2 separate regions of the Mus musculus genome follow, and region 1 is linked to region 2. A link is a contact called in public HiChIP or PLAC-seq data. All regions are on one chromosome and are shown on one strand. Each heading gives the region's core, a stretch centred on a gene start, on an enhancer-like site or on the middle of the called end of the contact. The rest is flanking DNA. Distances are from core to core; before and after follow the strand shown. Region 1 overlaps Zfpm2 (zinc finger protein, multitype 2). Region 2 has its middle 21 kb from the start of Gm41311.

Region 1 (3,824 bases), core at 331-2,830, 610 kb after region 2:
ATTAGGGAAGTTTTTGAAGTTCTAGGAAAACTACATACATAACATACATTGTGATATGTCAGGCAATACATGTATACCTGAAAGAATATGGAAAATAAACAGGATCTGTGTATATTTTTAAAAATTCTGTCTTATTGTGGGGCTTTGTTTTAAATCTTAGCCTAGCAACTCTGACAAGACATTTATTCTCTTATACAAAATTCTTTCTGGATCCTGTTTACTGCCAAAGTTGACTATGACTTTTGATTTTTGTTCTCATGGGAAAAAAAAGCCTGCCAGCAATCAAGTCTGTGCTCTGATACCCACATCAAAGGCTTTTTCTGTTACTGTTGGTATATAACTCAATCCTATTTTAGAAGTCCTTTTAAACTCAAAAGGTCACCTTATATGTCATGACATGCATTAGTAGCTTGGTGAAGATATATTCTCATTTTCTGAGGTCTTTGTAACAGTCAGACAACATTGGGTCAACCATGATAGCATTTTGTGATGTAGCAAGCATGAATATCCTAACCAAGGGAATGGGCCAAGGATCCAAATGCCATATATGAGCAGATAGAGCCTATCTATTTATATGGTTCTGTGTATTTCTCATTGAAATTAATTTAGAATAAATGATCCTAACCCCATTTTTAGTTTTGAAAACCTAGTATTTGCCATCATTATCTGATATTCATTGTCAATAAAGATTTTCAAGACTGATGTACCCTTCATATCATCCTTCAAGGAATGGAAATTTTAGTATTACTTTCATAGACTCTTATTAAGTATATGTAATGAGGAGTATATGTAAAACTCTTAACAAATTATCATAGTTTGCTTCTCCAATCCCCCTCAAAGATGAATAATTTTCTCATAAAATATAAATGATATTGGAGATTTACAATGTCAGAATTAGGGTTTTTTTTTTTTTTTTTTTTGCATGTGAGGCCTTCTGTATAGCTCCTGCTATGATGCTATTTTCTTTCTTTTTTTATTTAGGGCATAGGGAGAGGAGTTGAAGGAGTAGTGGAGAAAGAAATATAGGGAGACAGAGGAGAGAGAGACAGAAGAGAGAGAGAGAGAGAGAGAGAGAGAGAGAGAGAGAGGAAGAGGAAGAGGAAGAGGAAGAGGAAGAGGAGGAAGAAGAGAGGTGTAGAGGCCAGCCATGAACACGTGTAGAGAGAGGTGAGAGGGGAATGGTGAAAGAAGGAACAGAGGGCAGAAAATGGGTAAGAGAGCAAGAGCCAATGATGCTGTTTTATTATCTTTCCATTTTGGTTTTATTACTTCTTATTAGTTGGTTGAGAGTTTCATATGTGAGTATAATACATTTTAGTCAACTCTGTCCCTGTCATTTATTCCTTTCTCTTTGACTTCTACCACACATCACACTATTCCCTCCTCCAACTTTATGTGCAATTTTTTAAATCAACTATGCCCACTTAATGCTGTCAATATGCATCTGTGCAGAACCATTCACTGGAGCACAGGCATTATCCAGAGCCAAATCCTGGCTCTCCCTCCTCCAGAAGCCAACACTGGTGGCCAATAGCTCTTTAGCTAAGGCTGGGACTTTATGAGCTCCTCAGCACCCACACTGGGCTTGTCTGGGCTGACCTGGTGCATAGCTTGTGCATGAAGTCACAGCTTCCCGCTGTCCACGAATGTAACATTCCTGCCATGCTTGTAAAACATGGTTTGGAAAAAGTCATCACTACTTTCAACTATGATCCCAGAGCCTTGAGGACAGGGTGTGTGACACTGATATCCCATTTAAAGCTAACTACTTTACAGTGCCCTATTCCCTGTAAGCTGTTCAGTTGGGAATATATTTTAATCACCATCTCCTGCAAAAGAAATATCTCTAATGAGTGTTGAGAGCTACACTAATCTATAGCTATAAAAATAAATATTTAGAGGGCAATATAATACAGTGTCCATTTTAAAAAGTAATAACAGTGGGTTCTCCCTAGGGCCTATCACCCAGCCAATCACAGTTTGTAGGCACAGTTAATGGTACCAGACATGAGTTTCTTCTCATGAAGAGCTAATCTAATCGAAAATAGGTTATTCCAAAATTATTCATGTCAATATTGCACTAATGGACATATTTTTCCAGTGTAATCATTACTGTAGCACACAGGGTTCACAGACTGTCAATGTATTTTGATTGTTGGTGTGCTTTCTCTGGCAATAACTTGTATAGCACCTTCTACCACTATAAAAGCTACACAGAAGGGGTAAAGCTCCCAATAATTATCATGATTTCTCCATGATAATGATCAGTATATGATGAAGCATGGGGTGTCTTCAGCAATAGCTCTTATCAATATTTCTGGAATGCAATCAATACTGACAGCAGTAGCTTGTATTGCTTTGGGGGCATATGAGACCCCACTCTTAGAACTGTGGTTTTAGTTTAATGATGTGTGGGCTTTTATCCCTTCTTATAGGTTAGCTGAATTTAAACTCTTTTTATACATGCATATTTAAAGTATCGATATCTAGATTAAATTGTAGTTGTTGATTTTGTGGTGTTTTTTATTTTTTTAATTATTTTTATTTTAGAAAATCTTTACCTTATAGCGTTGATCTTTGATAATGATATAGAAAAAACAAGTACCAACTCTCTGCACAGATAACTTTTCATTTTTGTGTGTACACGTTGTGTATGCTTGTATGCATGTGTGTATATAATGTATGTATGTGAATCTGTACATGCACACATTGATGTCTAGCGTTTTTCTTGAGACAAGATCACCCACTGAACTCAACATGCATTAATCAACTAGACTAGCTGGCCCGAGAACACCGGTGATCCATCTGTCTCTTCTCTCTAGAGCTCTGTCCTTCCATATCTGGCTACTTTTTATATGGCTGCTGGAGATCTGAAATCACTTCCTCAATTTTGTAAGACAAGCCCATTTTACCCACTGAGCAAACTCGGTAGCACATAACTTTCTGATTTATTCATGGATTGGTTTTAACTTTTTTTTTCATGCTAGAGGGAAATTAACCCAGAACTATTGATACAGAAGACTAATGTTCTAACAGTCAATAAACTTTACCTCAGCTCCACAGTACTGGCTGCACTTTTTAAGGTAACTATCTCAAGATCTATTTTGACAGTCATTTTTACACACATACAAAAATGAAGCAAGATGATTTTTAAAAAAAATAACTGCTACAAGGTATTTGAGATCTCCTGTGCTTCAACTGAGTTGACACTACTTGCCAGATAGAGAGTCTGTTAACTATTCCCACTGTGCTCAAGTTACAAGTTACTTAGTTGATACTAGTTTATAGTTTGTACTTCTTCATTTTCTTAGTCAGCCAACCAGTAGTATGCTATAAACTCACTGGGACCATGATACCTCAGGCCTCCCTCAGTCTTCCAAAACCCATACCTACATTTTCACAAGATCTCTGGCGAGTGAGTGCTCTGAGATTACAACAGTGAACCTTGCCTAGCTACTGGTGTTAGTACCTGTCGGTCTGGGTCTTGTAAATTAATTTGCAATCTCAGTTCCAGCATGAGAATGTCATTAAGGGAAGAGAAGAACACTAAAAAGAGCTCTCCCCTTTGTCTTTAGATAGGCCACAGCATGGGTGCTGTACTGCTCCCCTTCACACAGCTCCTCAGCCTCATCTGTCATTCCTCCAAAAGGAATTATGGAAAAGAATATGCCACTCTGCTGCACCAGAGCATTTACTGCTCTTTTCCTCTGCTCTCCAGCATCGATTAATTTATATTGGGCATTAAACTGTAATGCTGTTTCTTTTTGTGGTAAAAATGGCCCTGCATGTATGACTTTAAATCAACACTCTTTATTTAGCGAAAA
Region 2 (3,724 bases), core at 700-3,199:
CACAATGACCCTGCCATCTGCTGTATCCCTCTGGGTAGCAGCCTGCCTTTTGCATACGCTTTTCGCTGGAGGAGATCTGTTGGCAGCTCTGGGGACCTTCTGAACTCACCTGAGAAGGCTCTGTGGACTCTGTAGAAGAGCATGTTTTAAGAACAAGATGAAAGGGGAAGGGAAATGAAATTAGAAAAGGAAAGTGCTTTCTGCTTTCCCTTGAGCAAGACCCTTTCTATTACCAACTGTCTTTCAGGAGGCAAATACAAAAAGTTGGATTCACAACACTGTTAAAACACAAGTAATGTGCAAGTGCTATAGTTAAAGAAAGTGCCACTCCCCTTCTCCCAGTGACAATGTTTAGGTCACTGTTAAGTCAGACCAAAGCTGAGAAATCAATACATAGGTATTTAATTGCCTCTATAAGAGAGCACATCGTTTGGAATACTGCTTAGTATAACACTTTATGTGTAAAATACATTTGTGTGCATGTGCATCCAACTTCACATATAGGCATACTCATATTTTATGTATGCACATATGCTTCTGTGTCTGTACAGTATGCCTACATGTCTAAATGTCAGTGCTTTGTGGCTATACATGTGAATGTGCATGCACATAGACATTTGTACTTATGTGCCTGTATAAGAATATGGATGTGAACAAGGGCAGGTGAACATGGGCTTTTTTTACTTAATAGTCATAAACAAGTTGTTATCCAAGGCCCAGGATTTTTCCTGACCACTGCACACATGGGAAGTACAAACATTCTATTGGCTTTAAAGGAGATATGTATCCCATATCTGATTTCTCTCTGGAACTCTGTTTACTTGAGAGTTCAAACTTTGTGCCTGTCATTCACAGATCCAAATTACCTTTCCAGTTGATCTCCTTCCCTCCCACATTCACCCTCCAAAGCACAGGGATTATTCACTCTCCTTGTGCACGCCACGCTTCTGTGACTTTCCTTCTTTTCCACCCTTTACCTACGTTACTTTTAATATGAGCGAAATGCTAGTGGCTTTAACAAATACATTTCAAAACGCCAATAGAAAAAAGTTTCTGTATTCTTTGTAGTCAGCAATCCTTTAGGTATCCTTGTCAGCAGGAAGAATGGGAAGTTAGGGCAGAGATTACCGCTTCTTTATGCCAAAGATCTCCTATCATTTTCATTCCATCCACTGTGAAAAACAGCAAGACGAACATGGGGGCTGGGAAATATTGTGTCTGGTAAGGCAACAAGTGAAGATAGCTCAGGGTCTAAAAGCGCTTACTGCCAAGCCTGACAACTGGAGCTCTGTCCCTGGAACCCAAGTGATAGAAGCTGTTCTCTGGCTTCCAAATGTACGCTGTGATATAAGCATCTGCGTGTGTATGGGCACACACACACACACACACACACACACACACACACACACACTTACATGCATGCACACACGCATGCAGCTACTCCTTTGTTGGCCACCATAGTTTCTTTAGTGGAATAAGCCTGGAGTGAGAAACTAGGCTGTTCCAACATAGAACCAAAGGCACAAAGTGGCTACTGATCATCTCTCCCGCTGCAAGCTCTGTGTGGGTACATTGCACTTATTTTTTAACAAGTATCAAGCAGAGAGCCCAGCGTAGGGGAAGAGGGTATGCACCTTCTCTATTTGTTGAATAATAAACTGGTGAATTAATAAACCAACCAAACTGATTGGCTGAGGAAGTGATCACTTGTCTCTAGATAGTATAAAACATGTTTTTCTCTCTTTTCCTGTCTTAACTGATGTGAGATCTTCCGTTTGTCCTATTGCTGAGCAGACAGAATGATCATTTTGGTTTAGTGGTTTGTAATGTTGGCTTATGTGCACTGGGAAGTTCCCCAAACTTTTCTGAGCATTCCAATTCTCTTTGTCTTCTAAGGATGTGGGGACAGTTTCCTGCTTCCTCCCACCCCCTTGACTTCATGACTCACACAATCTATATTTATTCGTCATCCACAAGGAATCTAACAGGCACTTAGGATTTCAGGGATGGCAACAGTTCATGAAACACCCCAGAGAATGACAGGTTTATTAAACTAATGCCTCAACTGTACTTTCAGAATGATATGGGCTGAGAGAGTTCTTTCCTAGTAACCTCCACAGCAGGCAGCTTCAAGCTCACAGAGTGCTTACATGCCTATGATCTCATTTGGCTTTCTCACTAACCCATTTGGTGATGGAAACTTAGGAATTTATCAGCTCATCTAGGATCAGAAAATCATGAACACTGTTTTGCAGTTGGTCCCTCTGAGTGAGCCCATTATCATATTTGTCTTTACTGTAAACTGTGATTATGATTCTGCTGGGACTTGAATGATTATTCCTCTATCACCCTTTTTGTTTCCTTTTTCTTTTTCTTTTGCCTGTGGTGAAACTCATGCAGAGGGATTCAACTGCTACAAGAATTCTTTATTAGACATCTATGAAGCATATTTTATATTCTGCTCTAAGTGGCAGGGCACCACACTCTAAGCAGCACAGTCATGATCCTTGTCCCCTTTGGGCTCATTGTCCCATGGAAGATAATGGATGGGATTCAGAAAACAAAAATCCAGATTCTGCTTTTATTGTTGTAAGGTGGCAGCAGCATACCCCATTCCAATGGAAAAGGAGCCTATAGGAAGTCATCTATCTGGGATTTTTGACCATGGGACAAGACCTAGAATCTATGGTACTATCATTTCAACTGTTAAACAATTTGTTTCAAAGTTTTTGTACATTGGAAAAGGTGTGATGGTACTGATGGCAGTGTTGGTGGGCAGGCATTTACCCTACAAGGCCAATGTATTTTAGAAGCTACATTCACAACTCAAATTCAGATAGAAGATCCTGTTCATAGAAGAAATGAGCCATCAGCTCTGGGAGCATATAATGAAAGCATTTATTTTATTTTTTTCCATTTTTTATTAGGTATTTAGCTCATTTACATTTCCAATGCTATACCAAAAGTCCCCCATACCCACCCACACCCACTCCCCTACCCACCCACTCCCCCTTTTTGGCCTTGGCGTTCCTCTGTACTGGGGCATATAAAGTTTGCGTGTCCAATGGGCCTCTCTTTCCAGTGATGGCCAACTAGGCCATCTTTTGATACATATGCAGCTAGAGTCAAGAGCTCCGGGGTACTGGTTAGTTCATAATGTTGTTCCACTTATAGGGTTGCAGATCCTTTTAGCTCCTTGGGTACTTTCTAAGCATTTATTTACTAATTAATGGAAGTTCTATTTAAAGTATTTTACAGATATTAACTTACTTTATCCTTTCAACAATTCTGTGTGGTAATTGCTATTACTGAGTACATTTTATGGAAAGAATCCAAAGCACATAAAGGCTAGGCAGTTTCCTCAAAGACCTCTGGCTCTGGGTGTGTACTAACCCTTGCATTGTTTGGAAGATGACTCAAGTGATTCTGAAATATTGGGCAGTCCTGTGACAAAGTGTTATGCAAAGTATTCCTTAGTATGTTGCACCTGCTGAATGGAGGAGATTGGGGGCTCTTCCTTACAGGTTTGCTTTAAACAGTACATGAAATCATGCCTCATGTACTGCATAGCACTCCTAATGAGAACATCACCTAATGAGGTTCAGTGCCACATGATTGTATACGTAAAGATGTAGTACACGTGGTTGCTATAGGCACTCAATAAATTGAACTGTTATTAATGTAGAGATCATGATTAGCAATAAGTTGAGACTTGGTGGTGAGT

What was found. HiChIP or PLAC-seq counts read pairs in DNA pulled down with a chosen protein or histone mark.
Region 1: a contact with region 2 is called in an H3K27ac HiChIP or PLAC-seq map of embryonic fibroblasts, with 7 times the contacts expected there. The contact joins two enhancer-like sites. A contact is called at or near these places in 1 of 39 promoter capture datasets (liver) and 2 of 115 datasets of contacts at active chromatin or transcription factors (embryonic fibroblasts and fibro-adipogenic progenitors).

What each region holds. Positions count from the first base shown.
Region 1 is chr15:40,968,406-40,972,229 of GRCm38.p6, forward strand. The region is part of intron 5 of Zfpm2 (zinc finger protein, multitype 2); the gene reads left to right. Among named protein-coding and RNA genes, the nearest start is that of Gm46502, 200 kb to the right of the region's middle. Within about 2 kb of position 1,581, at least 27 of the 459 cell types and tissues checked have an H3K27ac peak or open chromatin away from gene starts, as enhancers often do. A contact at or near this core is called in embryonic fibroblasts, where this site is marked.
Region 2 is chr15:40,362,397-40,366,120 of GRCm38.p6, forward strand. No RefSeq gene overlaps it. Among named protein-coding and RNA genes, the nearest start is that of Gm41311, 21 kb to the left of the region's middle. Within about 2 kb of position 1,950, at least 57 of the 459 cell types and tissues checked have an H3K27ac peak or open chromatin away from gene starts, as enhancers often do. A contact at or near this core is called in embryonic fibroblasts, where this site is marked.